2 separate regions of the Gasterosteus aculeatus genome follow, and region 2 is linked to region 1. The links are chromatin contacts, called in public Hi-C maps. All regions are on one chromosome and are shown on one strand. Each heading gives the region's core, a stretch centred on a gene start, on an enhancer-like site or on the middle of the called end of the contact. The rest is flanking DNA. Distances are from core to core; before and after follow the strand shown.

Region 1 (7,159 bases), core at 295-2,794:
AATTGTGTGCGTGTGCGGCCACATACGACACGGCGCCTGTGAGGTGAAGAAAGGCTGCTGATTAAAGCACCGAGTCACACGGCTGATTAAGATGAACCAGAGGAATCATGCAGAGGTTCCACTAATGAACCATGACCACACTGAACATGAACAGATACACACGCACGCACACCCGTGTGTTTACTGAAGGCACGACCCGGCTCATTATCCACCCCCCCCCCCCAACCCAAGTCCCTGGGGATTATGCTAATGAGGGGGTGTTAAAGGGCAGAGAGGATCTGAAGCTCATTTCATGAGAACAAACCCTGGTCCTAGTAATTGGGAGGGTTGTGATTGAATGTTATTGGTCCCCTAATTACAATTCTCCTCCAACAATAGACTACTTTGACAATCTCCTGAAAATGAGGAGAATTCCTCTGCGCATGCAAAAGTCTCCCGATGATCATCTCTTTCTTTGTCGCTCATTACAACCAAAGCACCTACTTCACAGCTGACCCTCGCCGCCCTTCTTTTTCCTCCCGCGCCGGCTTGTTATTGTGCCAAGTAATTCATAAGGCGTATGTTTGGAGCTCTCTGTGAACCAACTACACAATACACTTTATAAACACTCATTTAGAAGCGAACATAAAGGAGAATGGAAAATAAAAAGGTATGACATTTAAAAATAAATCAAAGTGGCTCTGAACCGTGGATAGCAAACACCCACTAAGTCACAATAATCACTAAGCCTTCCAATTCTTTAATGATGACACGATGGGGCTCCCTGAATATAACAATCAGAAAATCATATTCTCATGGGGTGGAGCGTTAATTGGGTTGTTTGGATTTATTCTGGGGGTACAAATAAGCTTCCCATTGTTTTCTCCCTCCAGCACAAAACCATGTGGAGCCCTCATTGAAAAAAGAAAAATCTTTTTTGTATTTTGTGCTTACTTCAATTCATTATGAAGGACGCAGTATACTTTTTGGCATTATAACATGCAACAGATCAGTGATAATAATCAACCATAATATATTAAATCAAACAAAGCAAAAATGCCTTTAATGGTTTATTTTTATTGTAATAAAGAGGACGACCAGCAGATATTTCTTTGGAGAGGAAAAGAAGCAGGAATTGAAACAAATTATTCTTGCAACTGTCAAAAAGTCTGTTGAACAATGAGCGCGATAACAATTTTGTTTCAACTCACCCATTAAAAAAAAAAAAAAAAAAGACTACAAGAACAAAGTATTTAAAATACTAACTAAAGATTGTGACGAAGTTGTCTTCAAAGTAACGCTTGTTCAAGTGTTTTACACATAATCAAACGGGCATGAAGGGGGACGGATAAAAGGCCTTGGTGCCTCCACAGCACACACCTTCAAAACATCCAGCCTGGATGTGACGATTGGAAACTGTTTCAACTAAAAGCTCGCATTCAAGACGTCACATGTTACGACACCATCCGCCACATGATGGTGCTGTGTTTCTTTAGAACCGAAACGCTGCCCAGCCACAGGGCCCATTCGTTCCAAACGCTATAGATGACTGGTCTTTCCTGTGTGGTTTGCGATACTCTTCCTCATTCCAGTGTCGTGTCTGTTTATCGTCGCAAACGCTCACTCCTCTATTTTGACTCATGGGAATTCTTTGAAGACGCCATCGGGCACCTCCCTCGCCTCCCCTCTTATCTCACAGGCGTCCGACCAAAGTCCTTTTCACTCAGCAGGTTTCAGGTGGAAAGCTGAATGACCTCTGATAGGAAAGAAAGGGATCAGCAGGAAAAAAAAGGAGCATTTTAGGGGCCGCGGTGCGGCGCTCGTGTGTGAGCGACTTGACTCGAGAGCGGGCCCCCGGTGTTGAGACCATGGACACCAGCCATGCAGTGCGCTCGTGAAACAGCTCAGACAGCGCGAGTGTGTGTGAGAATCCCTGCAGCTCCTTGCCAAGGACGAACAACCACACACTCACACATAAAGAGCACATTAAAGCCATAGACCTTAGAAAAATGCAACCTCATTTACAAGCACTTGAGACCTTGTATTTAGAAGTATCCTCTGCTCGCTCACTCTGACATATTTACACTAACACACCGGCCTGCAGTCCTTTCCACACAAACCTCACATGCATACAAAAATATGTATTTACATAAATATTAAAATACAACAGACAGCATAACAACAGCACACACAAAACAACATCAGCTCTACAGGAAGGAGTCGTATTCCAACTGACTGTGTTTTCTTTACTGGTCAATGAGCAAAAGGGCCACGATTCAGGCGCAGTTAAAAGGTCAGCTGATTTTCTGTAAGGCGATCGATGCAGTGACCATCTAGTTTGATAAACACTTATCCCTTCTTGTGTGTGAGCTCTCCATTGCGCACCACAGCCTGCCCGCCCAGGCCGGTCAACCATTCTCCCCGGGGCCACAGAGAGGAGGAGGATGGCGGGGGAGTGAAGGAAGAGGAGATGCGCCTGGTTGGTTGGTTGGTTGGCTGAAATGAAAATTATCGCAGGCTCACTTAAGCAAGTTGAAAATACCACCAGAATCTCTGGAGCTTCAGGAGGTTGAGCGCTGAGCAGTCTGTGGTCAAAGTTTCTCCAAAAAGATTCGTTCTCAAAATACTTTTAGCAGAAGGGCGGAGGGAGTCAAATGAGGAGACAGAATCGTGAGTCCATGAAAAACTTGCCACATACGGATCACTGAGCGGAATGCTGCAATGAAGATGAGTCCTCCAAAAGACGACACGCTGGTAGACGAGGTGAGTCAAGATGACGTGGACCGAAACAGCCAGTGACATTGAGGCTGAAGGAGGTGGGAAGAGGAGAAGAAGGCGGGAGCAGAGAGCGCCAAGCGGGATGGCGGCTGTGATTAAGACGCTGGCTTTTAGATGAGCAGAGAGATTTCCCAGCTGCTGCCTGCAACTGACTGATCCCACACCGAGGAGATGAAGAGGAGAGCGGCAGGACGAAGATCTCACATCCCTCTCTTTACCACTCAATCCCATGTCCTCTCTTCCTGTGTGTTTATGCCTCTCCCTGAGGGGATTAAGGTTAGCATGCTGTTCTATCCTCAGCATCCCTGCACACGCCGGGCTTTTATCTCCGCTCTTCTGCCGTCCACCCATCCCTCCCTCCCTCCCTCCCTCCTTCACTCCCATCATCCCGCTCCATCGCCGGTGTAATTTGGGATTCGCTTGTTTGGTCCAGTAATACGACGGCGCAAATCTGAAGCGTCTCCCTCTACATCTCTTATCTCCTGTACCTAACAAGTAGAGATAAGCCTGTTTTTATTACCCTCCCTGACCTCTTCCACAAATCGGTCTGCACACAGAAGTTTTTTTTTTACGATTGCCAAATCTCCTGGCAAACAACAACCGTGAAAATCAGAAATCTGTTCAGCTCTTCCAAGGTGACGTTGATTCACCGGAGAAAAAGTTGAGTTTCAGTTTTCAGTCAAACTCAAATGAATTGTGCAGCATGTCCACTCCTCTTTTTTCTCCCTCCCACACTTCTTTTTCCAGTACGCTTTTTTAGCAAACTGACTATTTAATCATATAAACCCACAGCGTTTGATCACTCCACATCAACGTCTTTGAAGGAGCAACCATTTGATTTGGTATTCCCTTTTATTATCCGCTAAAGTTATCCTTTGTTGTTGTTTTAAGACGTCCGTGGTAACTGGCAAGTTTCAGCAAAAGCTTGCCCTGAATGCAAGTTGGACCATAATGAGACGGACTGGTTTCAGCTGAAGTGCCAACAGACTGAGACGCGACTTGCAGTGCGACCAGAAAGACACTAGCACGGCCACAGCAGAGTGCCTGGAGATGAGATTAGGACCGGACAAATTGATGGCCTCTGAAAGAGATTAAGATAAAGAACAGTACATGTAATCTCATTGCTCACTAAGAGAAAAGAGGAATCCTACCCTTTAGATTCTAAGGTTAAGTTGGTAAAACAAACACCGTATCCATCTATCGACTCATCCATTCAGCTCGGCGCACATCTGCCGAGCATCTCCGGCAATCTAGTAACCAGACAATCAACTGGCTAGATAGATGCACAGAATGGCTGGAACCGAACAAAGGAAGGAAAGAGGAATTACTGAAAACCGTTTGAAAATCTGGTTACACACACACACACACACACGTCTTAAATTATTCACAATCAATGCGAGGGCTACAGAGTGCCGTAGATACCTCTGACATTCATTTTATGGCAGTTGAAGACCTGCTACACCCACTTGCACAATCACCATCAGAGGCATTTACTATCCGCTGCACTCATGATGCCATTACAATTCATTTCGGGGCAATACAAATTGATTGCGCTGGTTTCGGACGACGCGACCAGCTGAACGGCTCCGAGAGGACAGATTCACTCTGGCGATCTGACTGAATATAGCGTGTGTGGTGTTAGTGCGCAATGCTGAGGCCAAGGCTTTTGTTTTGGGCAGATCAGTGATCCTGGTCATTTTTAATCTGCTGTGATTCCGCAGCTCAACCTCTGATTAAATCCGTGTCACTGCCGTACTGTGAACGTGCGGGTGTGTGTGCGCATTTTGACACTGTTGTGGTAATGTTAAAAAAGAAACATGGGGAGACTGAGTGTTTCCTGCCACAGTGCATCAAAGCACACTTAGTTGCCTTGGGAGAAGGCAGGAACTCACTCTAGTCCCCATCTATTCCCCCCTCCCCAAGCCTCCATCATCCCGCCATCTCCCTTTCTCTCCCCCTTTCTCTCTCTCGGACAAGGTCGCAGTTTGCCTCTTGCTGTCAGCCTGTCAATATTTACAGTCCACTTTAAACTGGCACTGTGGTGGTCGGCTGCAGCCAGCAGAGAAAACCGTGTTGCATTAACCAAATGTAGCCGTCCATTCAGGGCCTGAATGATCTGTTGTACTACAAGCAGCACTCTGATTGCCCCCCCCCCCCTCTGAACAAACGGATGCACAAGGTAACAAGTAGTGTTTAAAACAGCGAGCAGATACTTAACAGGAAAAATGTGCTCAAAAAGCACAGGTCACATTGTCATCACATCCACTGCAGAATTTTTAATTTCTAAACCCATTTTAGCACTTTTAAATATCAAACATTAAAATAACGATTACACCCCTGTCTCCACAGGGAATTATTAAAATACTACATGTTGTATATTTAACATACTGTTTTTTTTTGACTACACGCAACTAAAATATGGTTGTTTTTTCCTTACATTTGATTTTGCTTTCCCTTTAACCATATTGATAAATAACCATAACATGATATGCAAAATGGATACAATATCACATTCATTCATTTGGTCAATGAAATTGAAACCGTGGGTTTGGGTTATGTATTAAATCAGAAGGAATTCAGTTATTTTATTGTTTGGTTTGTTTTTTTAATCATTACAATTGAATTATATCTCATATCATGAATCAGAATGTTCTAAAACCATGACAGCAAATCATCAAGCGAGTCTGCAGGACCGCACAAGGTGACACGACCAAGTTATACAAATGTTTTTATTACATTTTTAATTAACGGAAATTGTCAAAATGTAATAGAAAATCAGGTTTGTTCCTTAATTTATCCGTTTCCCGTCATGCCGGCACCTCTGGGCTCTGGGAAGTTGCTGTGTTCAGGCCAGCTGACTCTCGTAACATTACATTTGTGTTTCAGGACAGATTAAACAAACTAGATAAGATGCGTTAGTTGTTGAGCCTATTGAGATGGATGTTTCAAGGTTGAGAGAGGAGTTGTTTCCCTCCTGCTTCTCTATGATAAGATGCGATGTTCACATCTTGGCTCTGTGGCTGCACACTTACTGGGAATCTGTTTATCTTCTCTTCCAAGTCTCTGCGAGAAAATGGATAAGCAAAAGCGCCCCAACATTTCAAAGTGTTGGAGCAAAAGTGAGACATTCTAGGGGCTTATCAAGTAGCAAAAGGCGCCCTAAATGATCAACAAGGTAACACACACAAAAACCTGTTGTGTTGTTTGTTTTCTGTGATACTGTAATTCCCAGTGCGCGTTGCCATCTGAGAATATCCAGCCATATCTGCCCTCACGATGCTCTCCGGCTTCTCATCCATCATCTCTCGCCCTGCTTTTTTTCTGCTCTCCTCACCCACGACCGCTCCCCCCCGCCTCAACACACTCTCCCCCTCTACAAGTGTCACTGCGGCCTTGAGGCGAGCGAGCCAGTCTGGAGCAGCTGGTGCGTTTACCTGACCTCCTAACCGCTGCTAACCTCTGGCTAAAAAGGAGCCCTCACCTCATTACCTCACCACTCAGCCGCACACGCAACCCCAAACCCTGCTATCCTTTTTGGATTTCTTCGCCACGGCCCCCGGAAGCTACGCAGCGTATCGTCTATGCGCGCCACACTACCCAGCCGGCTGTGCAGAGGAATAAAATATAATGAGTTGGAGGGAAGGAGTGACATCTAGGACTTTGCTACCGCTCCTTTTACTGCCTCTTCTTGAGGAGTCGGCTCGTTCGTTCCCATCTCTCACATGAGAGTGCGCCTTCATCTCGCCCTCCCACCAAGTTCCTCACACAGACTGCCAGAAAGGAAACAAGGCACGGAGGAAGAGACGGAGACGGCGAAGAAGGGAGGAGAGTGTAGAACATATAGGACAGAACACGGGACTGAGAGAATAGAAGATTCAAGCTGCAGGGTGGAGAGAGATGTAAGGAAAAGTAGACGATGTGTAGGAGGGTGATAAAGCGGAGAGAGAAAGTGTGAGTCAAAAAAACAAAGTTGCAAATGTTCTTGCTCTTTTAGCTCAACTTAATCGGATGATACATGCTCAGAATGTGTGTGTGTGTGTGTGTGTGTGTGTGCGCTGTTTGAGATAATGATTTCCTTTCAAGTGTTATTTACTGTGTTTGTACCTGCCGCATTGTTGACCGCAGAGTCGGCTGCCTCAAAGGGCGTCGCGTGGAGAGGGTCCAGAGTGCCGTGGCAGCAAACGGGCCCGTCGCTCCGTCAAACCGCCTCTCATCGGCTACTGATTAATGACACGTGGAGCAACAATGGCCCCGCGCTTCTCCACAGTCATTCACTTTGCTCTTCATCCCAGTGCCCCGGGAGAGAAACGACAACAACGCTCGCCGTCGAAAAACACCTTTGAACGACGCGCTGGCAGCAAATTCTGACCCTCATTGAGAAAGTCAATTCCTCCATTGGCAT
Region 2 (6,933 bases), core at 2,754-5,253, 40 kb before region 1:
AATATCAGTGTTCATTTTGTTAACTGAAACTAAGACGTCGATAAACCGCCCGGCCAAGACACTGGATCAGTCGGACATGTTTGTGAAATTGTGTCAAGTTCTCATATGCGTATAGAAAACCAGGGAATTTAACACAGGACTTTAACTACATATGTTGCCGTTATTGTGGTTTTAGTGAGATTCAATGAACTTTGGCGCCGTCTCCAGATTTTCATTGGGAAATGAGCAGAAGACGTCAGGGGAACAGAATATCTACGGCTTACTGCTGAGGACCGCCTGTTTCTGTGAGACACTGACACCAACAACCCTTGTCAGAAATAGATCAGGAATCATCCACAGTGCACAACACTAAACATTACAGGATGATTGCATTAGGATGCCTGAGGGGGGATGGGGGATGGGGGGGAATGGGGTAGGGAGCAGCTTGATCATGAACCACACGCATAAAGAGCAAATTGGCAGCACCCTCCCCTGTTGTAACAAGGGCGGGAGAGCCTCTTTTACCTTTTAGGCATCGGCCCAGACTCGTGAGCGAGCGCACGACTGAGACGATCGCGCACACCGCAGTGTCTACGGACCGAGAGGAGGCACGGACTTTTTTGTTTTGTTTTGTTCCTCAGTCTCTCCCCCTCTGTTTCCATGATCCATTGAGTCTTAGGTTACTCGACCTGAGTCACAATCCTGAGACAACCTGGTGGAATCAAATGTGGAGTCAAGACAGCAACATGTTCATCGTCACACAGGCACATCACGCACAGCTAACGGCGGCCGCGCTCACCGTGGTGGGTTTACAGAGTCATCGGCCCTTTGCTCTAGTATGCATTTCTTCGAGTTCGAGGCAATTGTTTGAGAAGGCCTGCATGAACATGACTTAGGCGAAACGTCACACAAAGGCAACTGATGTCAGTTTTATCTGAATCGTATTGTGTTGAGAGAGTTCGAGCATTGGTTGGTTTACAAGGCAGGCAATAGTTGAAACGGGGAAAGGACATTGAGAATGGAGTACATGGTGAAGCCTTCCAGAAGGGTTAGATCGTTTCCAACGACTACACAAAAGATTACTCTTTCAGGAGTAAATGGGAGGTTTGACAGTAGTCTCGGGACCAACTTTGTATCAAAGCTCAGCGAGAAAGCCAAACACGGGTTGCATGTAGTAGCGACTGGACAAACTCAAGAGCAGCAGCAGAAAATGAGCCAATGGGGTTAAAGAAAGGATGTAAGAATGGAGAAATGCAGAGGACGACAAACTCCCCCCTTCTGATGTTGTTTAATGGGGACAGTTAAGGAGGGAAGTGTAGAGTGTGGCAAAGAAAATACCAAGTGGAACCGTTTGAGAGTGAAAAGACACGTCAAGTGAAAAGTTTAATCAAGCGATTTCTTTTGTTGGGAATGTATTTGATCTGAAGTTGGGAATCAGACAAAGCTCTGGACTCTCTGTGTTGACGGTGAACACGGTGTTGACTTTTTAATGCCAGACACCAGATATTATGTTAGTATGGCCGATAACAAGCTAGCCGGCATCTAAGGCCAAGTGGATTATAGAGTTTGGTGTTGTTCTTTTGAAGTAAAAAAAAAGAAAGAAATGGTAAAAAACTCCTCAACTCAAGCTGAGGTTCAGCGTAGACAAACAACATCAGAATTAAAAGAGACAAAACGGTGGCGTTTATGTGGCGTTAATTGATCTGGAAGGGAAAACGGCAGGATGAAGCTAAGAGAAAAAAAAAGCTAAAAAAGGAGACAGGTGACAAATGAAGGAGGTTCACTTACTGCAGAAGGCTTTGTGGGGTGGAGGTGGAGGCGGAGGCGGAGGCGGGCCCGGTCGGCTTGTTTTCCTGGGCTTACGGCTCCAGCCGTTTCCCCTCTTCTTCCTCCTCTTCCTCCCAGGTGGCCCAGGCAGAGGAGGGTAGATCCCTGATAGAACATGCATGGAATTAGTTGGCGCTATTCGGATGGCGAACAAACATCACCTCCACATCAGAAAGGATGCCAGTGTCTCATCACCAAAAAAAAACAGGTACTGGCTTCAAGATCAAGTTCGAAATGTTACTTGCTGTAAGGAATGCTACTTGCTGCTTTGGCCACTCTGTCCTGATTAAAAACAGCAAACACTGTAGCCTAAATAACATTCTACAATGCACATACCAGTTCTCAACTGCTGCGCGAAATATGGAAGAGGCATTTCCGCCTGTCTGTAGCTGTGCTGCATACCAGAAGGGCACGCCAACTGGCGGTCTATTCTGTGCCTCTGTCTAATTCTGTCTGGAGATACTGAAAAACAGAAACATGTGTTAGTAATGAACAGGCGGTGATTATTAGGACAGGAATGCGGCTATTTTTGTCACGTTCTCGGTAGAGAGAGGCTCAAACCTGATAACGAGCCCACGTCTTTCATCCTCACCTGTCCTCCTTTTCTTGTGGGACACTAAAGGCAGCAAGTCATGGCGAGTGAGCACTCGGAGTAGTTGCAATAGTGGCTCCAGGTTGCCATCACTGAGGTATCCCCGCCTGTCCAGCTCCAACAACAGCTCGAGGCCACTCTTGGGCTTGTACGAGGGCGCTAAGGGATGCTGGGAGCCCCGAGGTTTTAACCGCCTCCAGGCCTTTAGAAGCTCGGTACTCGGGGCAACACCCGAGTCACCTGGATCGCCTCCGCAGGGCTTCACTGTCCAATCTGCTGGGTCGAGAGGGTGTGTTGCGGGACACGTTTCATCCAGGAGGAATGACAACACTTCGACGTCAGTTTCTGTCAGCTGACAACCAACTACTTCATAGACCTCGTGGAGAGACAACATCCCGTAGTAGTTTACACATTCGGTTTCATCCCAGTAAAGCGAGTCCCTGAGGGGGCACCCCGGGTGATGCACGGCAGCCATGGGTCTGCCTACAGCCCCTCACTTCCCCGCCTGTGTCAAACTTTTCAGGAAACAAAAAAAACAAAAAACAGACACACAAAGAAAAAGGTCATTTGACAGGTAACACTTGATTTCTCCAACTGTAGAGTTCAGAAAGGTGTGTGTGTGTGTATATATACATGTCAGCCGTCTGCTCTTTGCAAGCTTAAAGCAACATGTCAGCGCCATGCACGCTGTTTTAGTGGGAGACACAACGGTCCTACCTGTTTTCGAGGTCAGCTCGACGCCGTCTTGGAACATGCAATGAAAATTTAAGTCAGATGTGAATGTGCTTTGTTGTTGTTGTCGTCGTCGTTTCGAAGAAAGTCTTACTAAAGCAGTCAGGGGGACTCGGCGTTTCTTCGGGCAGCAACGAGCGTCGGAGCAAATTACCACCTTGCGTTACGTCATCACGTCGCTCTGTGGAAAAACAACATAAGCAAAAAGAAAAAAAAAATCCCTTCAAGGAATTGTTTAGCTAAATTACCAAATGCTAAATAAATACACCTGGTTTATTCACATATAAAAAATACATGCAAAAGGTGTTCACGTTCACTATCCGAAGAAACGTTAAGAAATGAACCGTTATATCAGCCGATATTAACGTTACTTCCTGGCTAGAAACTTTGTTAGCTAACGTTAGCTACACACGACGGGCCCTAATCGGATATGACAACGTCCATACAAACGGGTATACACGCGCACAATGCATCTGAAAGCAAGATTGAAAGACTACAATACACCTTCAAACTCACGCTCATCCTTATTAGAGCTATATGGGGTCGATTGAGGTTGGTCGGCCCGACAACTCCCACAGCACCGTGCAGAACTGACAGTAGCACAATAACACAGAGAGACTGACCAATCACAGCTCTCCGTCTGGTAGATGACGTCAGATCACGTTTTCACTGCATTGATCTGCGGTCAGATTCGTTCGCTAGCTGCTCGTTAGCAGCGCCACTGAAAAAAACTCAGCCGATCTCAATTCTGCTGAATTGATTGTATTGTCACAGCTGTGCCACATATTAGTTTCCATTAACGCATATGAAATGAATACAAACGGTCCATCGAACATATTTCCATCCCCCTCCCCCCAAAAGGGAACGGAAGTCCCTGCTGCGGTCACTAGGTGGCGATGTTTCACGTGTAGACAGCAGGAAGTGAAATAATATCCACATCACATCCGTAAACCACACACAACAAAAGGTTCGGATCGCTCCTACCGAAGTCCTGCCGTGAGTATGCGAGTTTAAGAGGTTTCACGATTACGGAGTTTCCACGTTCAAACAGGTCGGTTTCTGTATTCGTGTGAAAACGTCACGCGACGTGAACCACGTGACCACCGGTCCTGTGCGGGTGGAAATGTTAGCAGAGAATGCTAGCTGTGCTCTTCTCAACGCAACCTTCCCATTTGTCTTAAACACTCACCGTTTTTTAAGCTATAAGTTACATTGTATGAAGTTTTAATAACTGTCCAAGTTACTTCATAGAGGAATAATTAAATTGTCTTTCATTCTTATTGTGTGCTTTGTGTAGCGACGTGGCAGTGGCCAAACCCTTTGATGACAACAGTCTTCCACCTAGTTAGTGACGTCCAACACTGTAACTAAACTTAAGTTAACTACCTTAGTTGTTATTCGGCACGGATGTGGCGTTCCGTACAACTGCCGCTTTAAACAAACTATTCACACTTGCTAATTTAGTTTGTTGTTGTTAGATTTAGTGTCCGATTTGTACTTTTCCTCTGAAATATTGTGGCACTCAATTTGTTACTTTACTAACAATTGCAACTTCACCAAACGGAGATTAAATAACTCATCAATACAGATTTCAACTTATTAAGCAATCATCTCTTCACCCGTTTGGAGCTATTATCGTCCATTTTTAAAATGACCGTAGTTGATGAGTTTATATCTGATTTGTACGTGATCTGAATAATGCCGTACGGGTGTCAGCAGTAGTGCTCATCTTGTTTTTAAAGGATCTAGATTGGGAAATGACTTTTGGACAATAAACACTAATGAAATCGTATTAATTTAGTTTTTTCATATTGCCTTGCAGCAGCCACTCTGTAGATGCCATCTGGAGCGCCAGCAGGGGAGAACTGTCTCGTAGATATGGACAGTAAGGCTGGAGATCTGTTCAGCGCTGAGGATGCTCATCCAACTGGTGCAGGGGGAGCTGGGATCTTGGCGCGGTGAGGACCTGCAAGGCAGACCAATCATATGAAATAATCCCTCAAGTGATATATAACGGCATACTTACACTCTCGTCATTTTTCAACACTTCTTTCCTAGGCTCTGGCTCCCCAAAGGCCTCTCAGTCAGTACGGCTAAAGAGTGGATTGACAGGCGTCGGGTGTCCATCCGACCGTGGGCCAGCTTTGTGGACCAACGCAAGTTTTCAAAACCCCGCAACTTTGGAGAGTTGTGCCAGCGGGTGGTGAAAAACGTGGACACGTTCAACAGCAACTACACCTTCATCTTCATGGGTCTTATCCTCTACTGCATGTGAGGCCAACAAAGAGAAACATTTGTGTTTGCTTGAAAGCCGGAGTATTTTCTCTTCCTGCTGCCCACAAAGTCCGCACCAATACACTTTGAATCGTTCTTGGGGGAGTTTTTCCACTCGGTTTATTAGAAGAGGGAACAAAATATTTCAAACAAATACGATTATTAAAACGTTGAAAGTGGAACCGCTGCAGTTGGTAAAACCAAATTGATTGTTCTGTTGTTATTTCTTCCTCTCAGTATCAGCTCTCCCATGCTACTGATTGCCTTGGCGGTGTTTGCTGGTGCCTTCTACATAATTCACCTCAAGTCCCAGGAGTCCAAACTGGTTGTCCTGGGTGAGTAAAGCTGCCTTACAATTCATTATCATTGTGTACCTCTCAAATATAGTGTACTCTTTAAATACCTGGTGTTGAATTCTATTATGAACCGTTGTGTTTGTACAAGGTCAAATGTTTGAAACAACTTCTTTTGTCTCTAGGATTTTTTGTGAGGCAAATAAACGTAATTTTATTGAAGGATGAATAAAACACGTGTGTATGGCTAGCATATATTTTATCAAGGGCGTCGAACTGCAATTTCCTTGTCAAACCAGGCAAGGAGCTGACAGTGCCTCACCAGATGAGTCTGGCCGGAGCCGTTTCTCTACCTGTGTTCTGGCTGGCCGGAGCTGGAGCTGCAGTCTTTTGGGTTCTAGGTAGGATTAGTTTTTTTTTTATTTTATCATTTTGTTTTGATAAATTGTCATTTGACAGATCTCGACATCAGACAAATGATGGGTATTTAAAAAAACAACACATGCACACATATCTAAAACTGTTCAAACAATTGGTTGACAAGTGGACATTTTCTGTCTAAAAGAAAACCTTCTTTCTTATTGTTTTTTGTTCACAATCTCCTTTTCCATTTGTCCCGCCTCCTGCTAGGAGCGACGCTGTTTGTGATTGGCTCTCACGCTGCGTTCCGGGAGCTCGAGACATCTGATATGGAAGAGCTCTTCATGGAGCCTGTATGAAGGGCAGACTGAAGCCCCAGCGTTTGCTGGCCAACTATCAGTACTCACTTTTACCCCACTTCTATCATGGCCATGTGGGTTGAGGAAGAACTGCTCCTAGATCTGTTCCTTAGCTATGCGTGTGTCTTGTATTTGCTGTATTAGAATGCACCTTGTCTTGCCTCTAAAGTAGTTATTGTTACAGACTCATTCATACACTATACCTTCAATATACACAAATTATACATTTTGAATAAGTAAGATTATATGCCTTTTATCTACATATGTTACGCCTTGGATGCCTCTGGTTAGTGACAAATCGCCTTTTACTCCCTGCAGCGTCTCATATAAACTGACATATCTTTAAACGTACTGATCTCTGCTGCTGGATGTCTCCAAAGTAGTTTCTGGATCCAAAGTCTCAGACAAGATGACTCATTTCTTATGTATAGATTGTTTATATAGTAAATGCATTGTCTGCAATTATGAACTGCTAAGAAAATAAGACAAATTTTGCAAAGAATAAGTGCCATTTAAA

What was found. A called contact is a pair of places that touch in the nucleus more often than the background predicts.
Region 2: a contact with region 1 is called in a Hi-C map of skeletal muscle, with 3 times the contacts expected there. The contact joins the promoter of rabac1 here to the enhancer-like site in region 1. A contact is called at or near these places in 3 of 6 Hi-C or Micro-C datasets (skeletal muscle and tail fin).

What each region holds. Positions count from the first base shown.
Region 1 is chr20:8,770,401-8,777,559 of fGasAcu3.hap1.1, reverse strand. All of the region lies in intron 6 of LOC120810835 (nectin-2), which reads right to left. Among protein-coding and RNA genes, the nearest start is that of LOC144389618, 8.4 kb to the left of the region's middle. Within about 2 kb of position 1,544, at least 4 of the 9 cell types and tissues checked have open chromatin away from gene starts, as enhancers often do.
Region 2 is chr20:8,812,818-8,819,750 of fGasAcu3.hap1.1, reverse strand. It overlaps rabac1 (Rab acceptor 1 (prenylated)), which reads left to right and starts at 4,003. Exons shown (of 6, transcript XM_040165847.2): 1 at 4,003-4,126; 2 at 4,953-5,088; 3 at 5,189-5,401; 4 at 5,642-5,739; 5 at 5,997-6,098; 6 at 6,328-6,933. The coding sequence starts at 4,967. The coding sequence ends at 6,416. It overlaps dedd1 (death effector domain-containing 1), which reads right to left and starts at 3,821. Exons shown (of 7, transcript XM_040165814.2): 1 at 3,647-3,821; 2 at 3,225-3,311; 3 at 3,116-3,142; 4 at 2,399-2,913; 5 at 2,143-2,268; 6 at 1,768-1,911. The coding sequence starts at 2,873.